Regions from separate parts of the Mus musculus genome. Here all the other regions are linked to region 3. The links are chromatin contacts, called in public promoter capture Hi-C maps. All regions are on one chromosome and are shown on one strand. The core of a region is the stretch at or near the end of the contact, and the rest is flanking DNA. Distances in the headings are between cores, read along the strand shown.

Region 1 (2,700 bases), core at 26-2,525, 270 kb before region 3:
CCAGTCTTATTTTTTAACATTTAAATAAAACTTTTAAAGCATCCTGTGCTGGTGCTGTGTAATGTAAGAAAGGATGAAAATATAATGACTTCTATACAACATTTTAGACATGAACCTAACTAGAAGATATCTAATATAACTCTGAAAATAGGGTTCACAGCTGGTGTTTTTTCTCCCTGGCAGCCTGCACTGTACTCCCAACACTGTGAAAGGTAAGCAGCAGAAACTAACTAGGTTTCTGACCTTTTAATTCCACATTAAGGAGCTTCACCTATAGCGATAAAGGTATGAACATCAAGTAATTTAATTGTAACACTGTCTATTATATAAAAAATAAAACAGGAAGCAGAATTCCCATGGTGTGGCCTCACATTCTAAACTGAGCCTGGAGTTGGGCACAGTCACACATTCTTGTAATATCAGCCCTTGGAAGGCAGAAGCAGGTGTGTCTCTGTAAATCCAGGGCTAGCCTGCTCTACAGAAGAAGACCTGTTCTCAAAAAAATGTTCTTAAAAATAAGGGGAAAAAACTGAGGATGAAAAGAACTATTACAAAAGATGTCCACAAGGCATTACCCTATAAAATGTTGGTTAGAAAGTAGAAGGTAGGACTGGAGAGATGGCTCAGTGGTTAAGAGCACTGACTGCTCTTCCGAAGGACCTGAGTTCAAATCCCAACAACCACATGGTGGCTCACAACCATCTGTACAGTTACAGTGTACTCACATACATAAATCTTAAAAAAAAAAAAACAGAAAGTAGAAGATAGACGTTGGAGAGATGGCTCAGTGGTTAAGAGCACTTGCTGCTCTTCCCGAGGATGCAGGTTCAATTCCCAGTCCCCACATGATGGCTCACAACTCCTCTGTAACTGTAACTCCAGTTCAAGTTCAAGAAAATCCAACACTCTACATACACAGACATACAGACAGACAAAACACCAAGGCACATAAGTAAAGTGTTTTGTAAAAGAAAAAGGAGGGGGAGGAGAAGGAGAGAAGGAGAGAAGAAGAAGAAGGAGGAGGAGGAGGAGGAGGAGGAGGAGGAGGAGGAGGAAGTAGAACATATATTTGAAAATAGCTATCTGTCTGAATCTGGCTCAGTAACTTTATGAAGTACTTCAGAGGAGTCTGGGAATATTTTCAGAGCTCCTCACCTAACCACAAATGCACTTCGGCTGAAAGAGATGATCGTGTCACACAGGAATCGTCCAACCTTCCCCTGACACGTCCAGTAGCCTGCTCAAATTACATGTCTGAGTGGAGGCCAGAGCTGACAGAAACCGGAGGCCAGGCCAGGAACAGGATGGGCTCACAGGAATGTGGGTTAAGGAATGGTTAGTGGCTTTCCTGTTCCCTCCCTCCAAACAGGAGCACAGGCCTAAAAATAGACAAGGAACTTTTCTTTCCATGCCCACCCCGCAAGCTAGGGTGTGACTCTTCTAGGAGAAGCCACAATAGCACACAGTGCTCCTCTCCCTTGCTCAACACTTTAAGCAGCTCTTGATAAAACTATGGCATAGTGTGTGTGTGTGTGGGGGGGGGTAAAATGCAATGTAGTCACATAAATGTAGACTCTTGGTTTACATTTCCTGAACAACAATAAATATTATCATTTTAGTGGATCCATAGAAAAGTTGAAAATAAAATCCACAAGATCATAACTATAGACTTGGTATTTTAGGACAGTGTTAAATTCTGTCATGGTAGCATACATGAGACACATTTCTGTACATTTTAGTTTGACATGGCCTGTGTTTACTTATTTTTATTTTGTGTGTAGGGATATTTTGCCTGTACACAGTCTGTGTACAGACTGTGTAACTTTGTGAAGTACTTCAGAGGAGTCTGGGAATATTTTCAGAGCTCCTCACCTAACCACAAAGGCCAGAAGCGGGCAAATCAAGGTCACCTGGAAATGGAGTTCCAGACTGTTGTATGTTGCCAATGTGGGTGCTGGAAATGGAACCTGGGTCTTCAGCAAGAGCTGAAGGGCTCTAAACTGCTAACCCATCTCTCCAGCCCCAGATAGACCTATGTTTCCTAAGTACATTTGTGTGTATATATATATGTGTGTGTGTGTGTGTGTATACATACACACACACTATACAACTTTTTAAATTTTACTAGTGAGTGAGATAAACCGTCTAGAACTGATCTAAATACTTTCTGTACCGTAGATTTTATATTGTTATGAGCAAGTGGGTGAACAGATGAACTTGAGTAGATGGATGGATGGATGGATGGATGGATGGATGGATGGATGGATGGATGTGACAGATAGGAGATGGTAATGGTAGACAATGGATGGATGAAGATGATGGAGGATGAAGGACAGATGGATAAATGCATGGATACAGGAGACAGGGGATAAGTAGACGAATGGATGCTACATGGTTGCTTATTCCTCAATGTCACTTAGGAAGCTTGTCCTTTATTTCCTTAGATAAAATCCCCAGCTGCTTACACTGTCAGATTATAAAGCAGATACAGAAATACAAACTTGGATAGTGTATTCAGTGATATTACAAAAAAAGATTATTTTCTTGAGTTGGATCATGGCATCTTGACAAATGCCTATATTATAATATATGACAATAATTTCAAGTTCCTGTATGAAGCATATTTTCAGAGATACATAGAAAATATAATACAAAACTAGCTACTGATAAATCTTGGAATAGGTCCATGGGTGTTTCTCT
Region 2 (2,700 bases), core at 86-2,585, 470 kb before region 3:
AATACTTATGCCTTCGAGACATCTGTAAAATGCTAAATATAACACCTATATTTTATATTTTACACAAATGTAAAATGTTATGTGTGAGATGAAAATTTCATTCCTAGCAGCCTCAGGAGAAGTGGAGTAGCTTTTATGAGGGCTACACCTGTGCTGGTTAATAAGTTACTGGGCTTTGCGAAGAATGTATTTTAAGCATTTGTGTTTCAATGTCTGTGGGAGGGAGGGGAGGAGGGAGGGAGGAAGAGAGAGACAGTGAGAGACAGACAGAGAGACAGAGGCAGAGAGACAGACAGACAGACAGACAGACAGACAGACAGACTGCCTGTTCATGTTCGAGGCAAGACAGCTTACTCACAGTGGTTTCCCTTGGATGAAATACAAACTGTTTCTAAACCAACCACTAAATATCAGTCCACAGAGGGGCACACAGAGCTTTCTCATCCTGGGATGAAACATCCCATATTGGCTGCCACATTTTCGCCCAGTGGAAGTTCTTCTCTTTGTACAGTCCTTTCGTTGGTTTATCATATAATCCCCTCTCAAGCAGCTCGCCAATAGAGGAGCAAAGCTCGACACTAAACTCCCCATCTGTTTACCACAGAGGACCTGTGCCCACTAAGCACTCTGTAGTCAGAACACCACTGTGTCCCGCTGCAGCAAGCCTTAGAAGCTGTTCAAAGCCAACGAGAGGATAACAAACAAAACAAACCCAAAGTTGTCCACGTTTGTGAGGCATATAAAATGAAGCAATACATAAAAGTTCAAGTTAGGGCAATTTGAGGGGACAAAGAAGAAAGAGAAGAAGAAAAAGGAAAGAAAGTAAACTCGAAGAGGCAGAAAAGATTTACAGGGAAAAGAATAAAGTTCTTAAAGGATGCATTCTTTAAAAACAAAACCTTCTCATTTGAAAACCAAAGGATGAATGTTTTTTTCAAGTATGAAAAGCTTCTATGGTAAATTCTGAAGCCCCGGGTGGAGACGCATCCTAGCCAGTCTTTCTATAGCATGGTATTGTCTGAGAAACCCTGCTGAGAGCTGATTCAAACCGATACTCTCTAGAAGCTGCTATCAGAGACCCACACTCCAGCATAGTGACTTGGCCCATCAAGCTGGAGATTCCTGGAGAGATGCCCACACTGCCCCAGTGGTCCCAGCATCTGTCAGTAGAGCATGCCTAGCTTAATGGAACACAGTGATGCGCTGGTCTTGAAGCTAAAGACACATTTGCCTTCCACTGCGTTGATGTATCAATCCCATGTACAACACAGCTACTCAGTCTAGGAGACCTGGGAGCCCAGTGATAAGAGAGCACTCTAATTTGCATTTGAAAACAGGAACAGGAGCTGAGAGGGGAAATAGGAGGACAAAGCCAAACCCATTTGCCTGCACTTCTGATGCCAGAAGAGCTCTTTCCTTGTCACTGGCCTTCCCACCCAGTGTCTGTGTGCACCTGTATGGATATATTCATCCCAAACTCTCCACCCTCCCCTGTTCAGGCCTGGGGATCCAACTGCCCAGAATTTGAAGGAAGAATTATATTTACATTCTTGGGTTCATTTGACAGTATATTCTACGTCCTACCATACTTTATGGATATCTTGTGTGTTTTCTATTTTTATTCTGTTATTTTAAATAGTACAGTCTATAATGTGCGACAGATTTTTAGAAGACCGAGAGGGGTAAAGTTGGTGTCACATGCCTGTAACCTCTGCCCTTTAAGTTTGAGGCCAGTCTGGGCTGCACGGAGAAGAGGAGAGAAAACTCAGCAGTCTTTATATCTCTCCGTGTGTGCTCGTGGATTGTCCTGCATCTGTCACAGGCTCTTCTGTACAGTGGGAGCGAAGACTAGAGGGAGGAAAGCAGACGGAGGCTAGGAGCCAGGCCCAGACTTCCGAAGCAGAAGCACTTCCTTCATGTGCATGCAGGTTGCTCAAGCACGGGCACGCAGCATGAATACTTACTTCACCCCTGTCTTTCCAAGAGGAAACTCCATGGAATCCTCTTCTCTCATTCTAGGAAAACACTCTACTCTTCAGTGTTTACGAGAGGTAGACATTTCCCCTGTGTGTGCTTGTGAAAATATTTATTTTAAACATAATTCTTATATAAAATAGTGATGTTGTCATTTACTGGAGTCATCCTGGTCTTAAGGATGATTAAGGTCAACGTTAACCTTAAGGTTGGTAAGGACGATTTCCTAACCTTATCATATTTTTTTCTTAGTTTTGGTACTGGCCCGGCTTCTACTTCTCGTTACTACTGATTCTAAACGTTTATGTCACGAACATTTATTTCCTTTCCATGTGGGTTGAGAACCCAGACAGGGGCCCAGTCTGTCACTGACTTGCAGTAAATACTTTAGCTGTACTTTTTAAAAGCAATACTAAACTCCATTTTTAAATGCCCACTTCATTTTTCCCCTCCTTGCCAACCCCATGTCAAGCTACATATTCAAATTATAAACCTTCAAAAGTCATTTAACCTATGGTCATTCCAAATATTTGACGTGTACTATGTGGGGTCCTTTTTGCATTTATTTGCAGTCTTTTATACTTTATCAATACATGAAAGGTTAATGTTAACAATGACAAAGAAAAAGATTGTAAGTAGGATTTCACTGCTATACAACTCTCCGTAAGAAAAGATTAGAAATTCTAGCAGTACGATATATTATCCTAGATGCTGCTCACTCTTATT
Region 3 (2,700 bases), core at 195-2,694:
GCATGCATGGACCTGGATGAAAAGGCTGGAACAGACCAGAACCTTGCAACTGCTGTCTAAGGCTGACCTCAGCTCAGCCAGGATATGCAGTTATTCCTGTCTCTACTGAGCTCCTAGATAGGGAAGTCTATTTCTTAGAGCCTTTATCCAGCCTCAGGGAGACTCAGCATCTTAATGTCTGGCTCCAGCAACCATCTACTTTCTTCAAAAGCTTCTATATGTTTTTTTTTAAGGCACTAATTTGGTAAAAATAAACTTTCTGAAATATTTTAAATTTCAGAGTAACTTACAATCACTTCATTAAATGTCCAGTTTCTACCAACTAGTGAAAACAACAGCCAAATGGTTATTGGATAAAGAAATTAATTTTCTCTTCAGCTTCTGTGGGAAAGCACATGATTTTAAGGGTTTATCTCAGATCAGCCTAGTGACCCTAGCTGGCATGTTGTCCCATCAGGCGCTCTAGGAAACTGAAAACTTGAATAGTTACTTCCTAGGCCGCCTGCCCCAGTTTGACAGTACCAGACTGAATCTTCGGTCTTATTCAAAGTACAGGAATCCAACCTCACTTTTCAAAAGCGTATTAACAAAGCCTTGCAATTGTAGTAGACTTGTGACTCATTTGTGGATACCCGTGTAGAAACAACAGCTCCTCCCTCTGCTGAGAAATGGCTCTAATAAGTGTGAGAGTCACAGGAAGTAAAACGCAGGTCTCAGCTGATGTTCGCGGAGCCAAAGAAGCCAACAGAATTCCGTGGTGTGGTTCTCTAAGCAAAGCCATCAGATCGGTTTCCTAAAACAAACTACCCCAAATCCTCCGTGGGAGCTGTTTCAACGCGGTATCAGTGTTCCTGTATTTCCTGGCTCCTGAGTCATACTGTCAAGTTCAAGTGGAGAAGTGTCCATTCTGATGTGTTAGAGAAAGTGGCGACCGAACTGAATAAAACACCTCCATTAAATAAAAACAACAAAAATTCAAAACAGAAGTTGCCTCAGGAAGCTTCAGAGTCAGTCTACATTTCTGAAGCACTTCTGATAACGCATTATATTCTTAAACATAAAAAAAAAAAAAAAAAAAAAAAAAAAAAAAAAAAAAAAAAAAAAGCTCTCGGCTCTAGGTGAGAAACCCAAAGCCTCGTCCTGAAGGTACCTAGAGGCACAGAGGGAACCACACCCCAAACCCACCTGCAGCTGCGCAGCATCCCTGCCAGCGCGGTCCACCACTCCAGCCAACCCCGAACCTGGGTCCCCGATGTCGAAAGAGTTAGAGAGCTAAGCAGACTCGCGGGACAAAACGAACCGTGATCCTGCGGGGCGCTGATCCAGCGTCCGGACGCCGGGAGGACACCGCGGCGTGTCCCCGCGGCTCTGCCCCCTCCGCTTCTTGCTGGCCCGGGCTGCGCTTCTCAGCCGGGGTCCGAGCCCTGAGCCGCAGGGCCGCGTCTGGTGCTGCTGGCTCCGCCCCTGCCGCGCTGAGGCTGCACAGCTGGGGACCAGGGCCCCGCCCCGGGGACGCCCTCGGCTAGGCGCGCAGCTTCCCGTCCCGACTGGGGTCGCCACGCTGCGGGTTGCTGGGAACCTAAGCACGAGCCTTCTTCCCCTCCTGTGCACCCCGAGATGCTGCGGGCGACGGTGTGGACCACCCGGGAACTTGCTCTTTCTTCTTCCTTGCTCTGGGATGGAGAGATGGGCGGGGCGGGATCCATCGGACTTTCCGCGGGAAAACCCCTCAGCGCGGATGACTTTTGCAGTCCAGAGTAGTTCCGAAACTAGGGCACTAGAAACCGTTTCTGAGCGTGGGTGTGGCTGCGCCAGCGGGGACCCGCACGACTGCCTAACCCGAGGTTGTGGACCACGTAGACACTGAGCCCCGCCTTCCACTAGCCCCTTCCTGCCTGCTGTCAGTGGGACACCCACAGGAGTATTGCCACGACCTTGTCCTCGTTGCCTGGCACCCTACTGGGGGCTCAGAAACAGAAAAGGGGCATTCTGGCTAGGGGGTGGGAAACCGCTGGACAAACAAGGTAGAAGGCTAGCCATCAAGAAACAAAGAAAGTATGAGAGGAGGGGCTGGAGAGATGGCTCAGTGGTTAAGAGCGCTGACTGCTCTTCTAAAGGTCCTGAGTTCAAATCCCAGCAACCACATGGTGGCTCACAGTGGCTCACAACATCCATAATGAAATCTGACGCCCTTCTCTGGTGTATCTGAAAGACACAGCTACAGTGTACTTACATATAATAATAAATAATATTTAATAAATCTTAAAAAAAGAACACAGGAAGAAAGAAAGATGATATGCATTGATAGGAAGCCACCGCCAGAAGAATTTGAGGAACAAGGTGTTACGGTAACCCAAAGTTATCCATCTAATGTGAAATGACCGATGAATCGATCTACTAATGTAAGGCCAGGTAAGGCCAGAAAGACAAATCTCCGGGGCAGAGCAACTTCAGGCAACTTAAGCAGAAACTCCACTTTCATGGAAAAGAAGCTTGTCTCTGCACTCTAAGTGTGGGCCAGCCTGCTCCTCACCTCAACAGAGGACTGTATGGAAAGGAGACGGAAAGTAGTTTTTACCACACACAGAGCAGCCACACAGTTCACCCAATACACAAGGTCAGATACTTAAAGCCAGGTAAAGGTAACACTTTATCCTTGGGGCCTTTCTCCTCCATGCCCCAGCCTTCTGTTTTGTTTTG
Region 4 (2,743 bases), core at 72-2,571, 290 kb before region 3:
TTTATTTTAAATTATTTAGGCTATCCTTGAATTTACTATATAGCCCAAGAAGACCTTCAAGTTGTGATCCTCCTGCCTCAGTCATCCAAGCAGCAGGCTTACAAGCCTGTGCTACCAGGTGTGACTATTCTGAGGGGAGAAGGGGTATTGGGTTTTGGGGGTTTTGTTTTTTTGGCGTTTTTGAGACAGAGCCTTGCTATGTAAATTGACCTTTATCATTAGAGACTCTTGTTTTGGTCTCTTAAATTCTGGGATTACAGGTATGTATCACCATGGCCAGCTTTAGCTTTACTTTTCTCTCTACATTGGTATGTGGTGATGTATTATATTACAGAATTTGCATAAAGTTATAACAGTAATGAGTCATGGACTAGAATATAAACCTCTGATCAATCAAGACCTAAGCACATGAGCTCCTCTGCCCTGTATATCCTAACTGATTTGAAAAAAAAAAAAATCCCAAACAGATCACTTATTCTTATATCTATGCCAATCCATTACTGGGGAAATAACTGAGTTAAAGTCCTATCTGATGTGCTAGAATAAAGTAATAACTTATAAATTGTAACTCTCACTTCAGAGATAGGGGCTGCCATATGTTAATCATTGGTAGAAGTAGCCAGGAAACACTATGAAAGTGGAATAGTTATAATTAAAAGAAAATAATAGGGTGTTTAACATATTGTTATATAATACCACTACACATTTTAAGTCATTTAATTATTATAAAATCATACAAGGTAGAAATGATAATAACGCCCATTTTGTAGATGAGAAAAAGAAAGAATAGAGTTTGTAAGTAACTTCACTGAGGTAGTAGTCAAGAATTTTACAGGCAGCAATGTCTGGGATAACCCTTTATCTGTGCTAGTATATAACTAAGACACTGTGAAGACTGTGTGTATATAAATATACATTTCTACATACATGTGCATATGTATGTATAAATTATATATTATGATTATACTAGCAAATACTCTTATCATTAAAACAAAACTATGTTTACTAAAATATTAAGTAACATGGCCCCTGTGTTTGGCATGAATATTTGACTTTTATCAGAGGTGCTGTAAATTCTTCTTTTTGGTATCTTTTCAGTAGAAAAATAAAATAATAAACCTAACGCACAAGCGAAGCAAAGCAGACACACACAGAGCCCTAACGAGGGCCGCATGCTTTCCAATGCAGCTACTTAGAGAAGACATCCCCAGTGGCAGGCATGTTCTGGCATCTTACCAGCAAGGTGTTGCACCAGTCTTCGGTCCACGTCCGCACTCGGCTCCATCCAGCATTGAGCACACAGAGGTTCTCTTCCAGAACAGACTCACTGCCCAAGACCAAGTGCTGAAGGGCGGCACTGCTCTCTGTAATGCCATTTAAGTCAACTTTCCTCTTTTCCAGATCCTTGAGAATACTCTAGAAGAAAAAGGAAAAAGAAAAAAAAAAAAACCCACTTGACTTTCAGAACACACTAACATTTACCTAACCTTATGTATTGTGGTTTGTTCTTTAGCTTTTTTTTTTCCAGCAATAACGAGTCAATGGTTTCTAGATAACTTGCAATACCTTAAAGGTTTATAAAACTCAACTCTCTGACACATTGCAACTCTCAAGCCATAAAAAAAACTGAAATGGTTAAGTAGGTGAATCTGAAAAGACATAAGAAATTCAGATAGGCCTTCCTTCTTCTTGAGTTTCATGTGTTTTTCAAATTGTATCTTGGGTATTCTAAGTTTCTGGGCTAATATCCACTTATCAGTGAGTGCATATCATGTGAGTTTTTTTGTGATTGGGTTATCTCACTCAGGATGATATCCTCCAGATCCATCCATTTGCCTAATAATTTCATAAATTTATTGTTTTTAATAGATGAGAAGACCAAAGTGTGGATACTTCATTCCTCCTTAGAACGGGGAACAAAATACCCATGAAGGCAGTTACAGAGACAAAGTTTTGAGCTGAGACGTAAGGACACTACCCCACCTGGGGATCCATCACATAAACAGCCACCAAACCAAGACACTACTGCATATCCCAGCAAGATTTTGCTGACAGGACCCTGATATAGCTGTCTCTTGTGAGGCTATGCTAGTGCCTGGCAAATATAGAAGTGGATGCTCACAGTCATCTATTGAATGGAACACAGGACCCTCAATGGAGGAGCTAGAGAAATTACCCAAGGAGCTAAAGGGTCTGCAACCCTATAGGTGGAACAACAATATGAACTAACCAGTACCCCGGAGCTCTTGTCTCTAGCTGCATATGTATCAAAAGATGGCCTAGTCAGCCATCAATGGGAGGAGAGGCCCTTGGTCTTGTGAAGATCATATTCTCCAGTACAGGGGAATGCCAGGGTCAGGAAGCAGGAGTGGGTGGGTTGGGGAGCAGGGTGGGGGAGGGTATAAGGGACTTTAGGAACAGCATTTGAAATGTAAATGAAGAAAATATTTAATTAAAAAAAAGAAATATTACACATGTCCTGAGACGTGAGTGATGATACTAATGCTAAATATTAAAAATGGAGAGAAAAAAAAAAGAAAGAAATTCAGATGGGAAATACAGCTTAAGTAAATCAAAGGAGAACCAGGAAAATAGAAGCTTTGAACATCAGCTTCATGCCTTGCAGTGGGAACACTCCAGGAGGGAAAATGGCCCCGGGACTCACACACACGTGAAGGCTCACCAGGAAAGTGCACATTCACAGAAATTCAAATCATGCTGAAAATGCAAACTATCCTGAAAT

The links. Promoter capture Hi-C pulls out the DNA fragments that hold promoters and counts their contacts.
Region 1: a promoter capture Hi-C map of the HPC-7 cell line shows a contact between it and region 3, with 3 times the contacts expected there. The contact joins the enhancer-like site here to the promoter of Stx11 in region 3. A contact is called at or near these places in 15 of 39 promoter capture datasets (the 3T3-L1 cell line, the C10 cell line, the HPC-7 cell line and 9 more), 3 of 15 datasets of contacts at CTCF or cohesin (CD8 T cells, the NIH/3T3 cell line and pro-B cells), 3 of 484 Hi-C or Micro-C datasets (bone marrow-derived macrophages, embryonic fibroblasts and nephron progenitors), 13 of 115 datasets of contacts at active chromatin or transcription factors (the 230-238 cell line, the NIH/3T3 cell line, bone marrow-derived macrophages and 7 more) and 4 of 9 other capture datasets (adipose tissue, embryonic stem cells, liver and 1 more).
Region 2: a promoter capture Hi-C map of stem cell-derived epiblast-like cells shows a contact between it and region 3, with 2.8 times the contacts expected there. The contact joins the enhancer-like site here to the promoter of Stx11 in region 3. A contact is called at or near these places in 7 of 39 promoter capture datasets (the 3T3-L1 cell line, the C10 cell line, embryonic stem cells and 3 more).
Region 4: a promoter capture Hi-C map of 3T3-L1-derived adipocytes shows a contact between it and region 3, with 7 times the contacts expected there. The contact joins the enhancer-like site here to the promoter of Stx11 in region 3. A contact is called at or near these places in 14 of 39 promoter capture datasets (the 3T3-L1 cell line, 3T3-L1-derived adipocytes, the C10 cell line and 7 more), 1 of 15 datasets of contacts at CTCF or cohesin (the NIH/3T3 cell line), 2 of 484 Hi-C or Micro-C datasets (bone marrow-derived macrophages and nephron progenitors), 7 of 115 datasets of contacts at active chromatin or transcription factors (the 230-238 cell line, bone marrow-derived macrophages, embryonic hindbrain and 3 more) and 4 of 9 other capture datasets (adipose tissue, embryonic stem cells, liver and 1 more).

The regions. Positions count from the first base shown.
Region 1 is chr10:12,693,631-12,696,330 of GRCm38.p6, forward strand. The region is part of intron 24 of Utrn (utrophin); the gene reads right to left. Among named protein-coding and RNA genes, the nearest start is that of Utrn, 170 kb to the right of the region's middle. Within about 2 kb of position 1,276, at least 98 of the 459 cell types and tissues checked have an H3K27ac peak or open chromatin away from gene starts, as enhancers often do. A contact at or near this core is called in the HPC-7 cell line, the NIH/3T3 cell line, adipose tissue and 2 more, where this site is marked.
Region 2 is chr10:12,488,551-12,491,250 of GRCm38.p6, forward strand. All of the region lies in intron 53 of Utrn (utrophin), which reads right to left. Among named protein-coding and RNA genes, the nearest start is that of Gm25139, 120 kb to the left of the region's middle. Within about 2 kb of position 1,336, at least 24 of the 459 cell types and tissues checked have an H3K27ac peak or open chromatin away from gene starts, as enhancers often do. A contact at or near this core is called in embryonic stem cells and stem cell-derived epiblast-like cells, where this site is marked.
Region 3 is chr10:12,962,815-12,965,514 of GRCm38.p6, forward strand. Stx11 (syntaxin 11) reads right to left here and starts at 1,445. Exons shown (of 3, transcript NM_029075.1): 1 at 1,186-1,445.
Region 4 is chr10:12,670,515-12,673,257 of GRCm38.p6, forward strand. Utrn (utrophin) reads right to left here. Exons shown (of 74, transcript NM_011682.4): 34 at 1,237-1,416. Among named protein-coding and RNA genes, the nearest start is that of Utrn, 190 kb to the right of the region's middle. Within about 2 kb of position 1,322, at least 1 of the 459 cell types and tissues checked has an H3K27ac peak or open chromatin away from gene starts, as enhancers often do.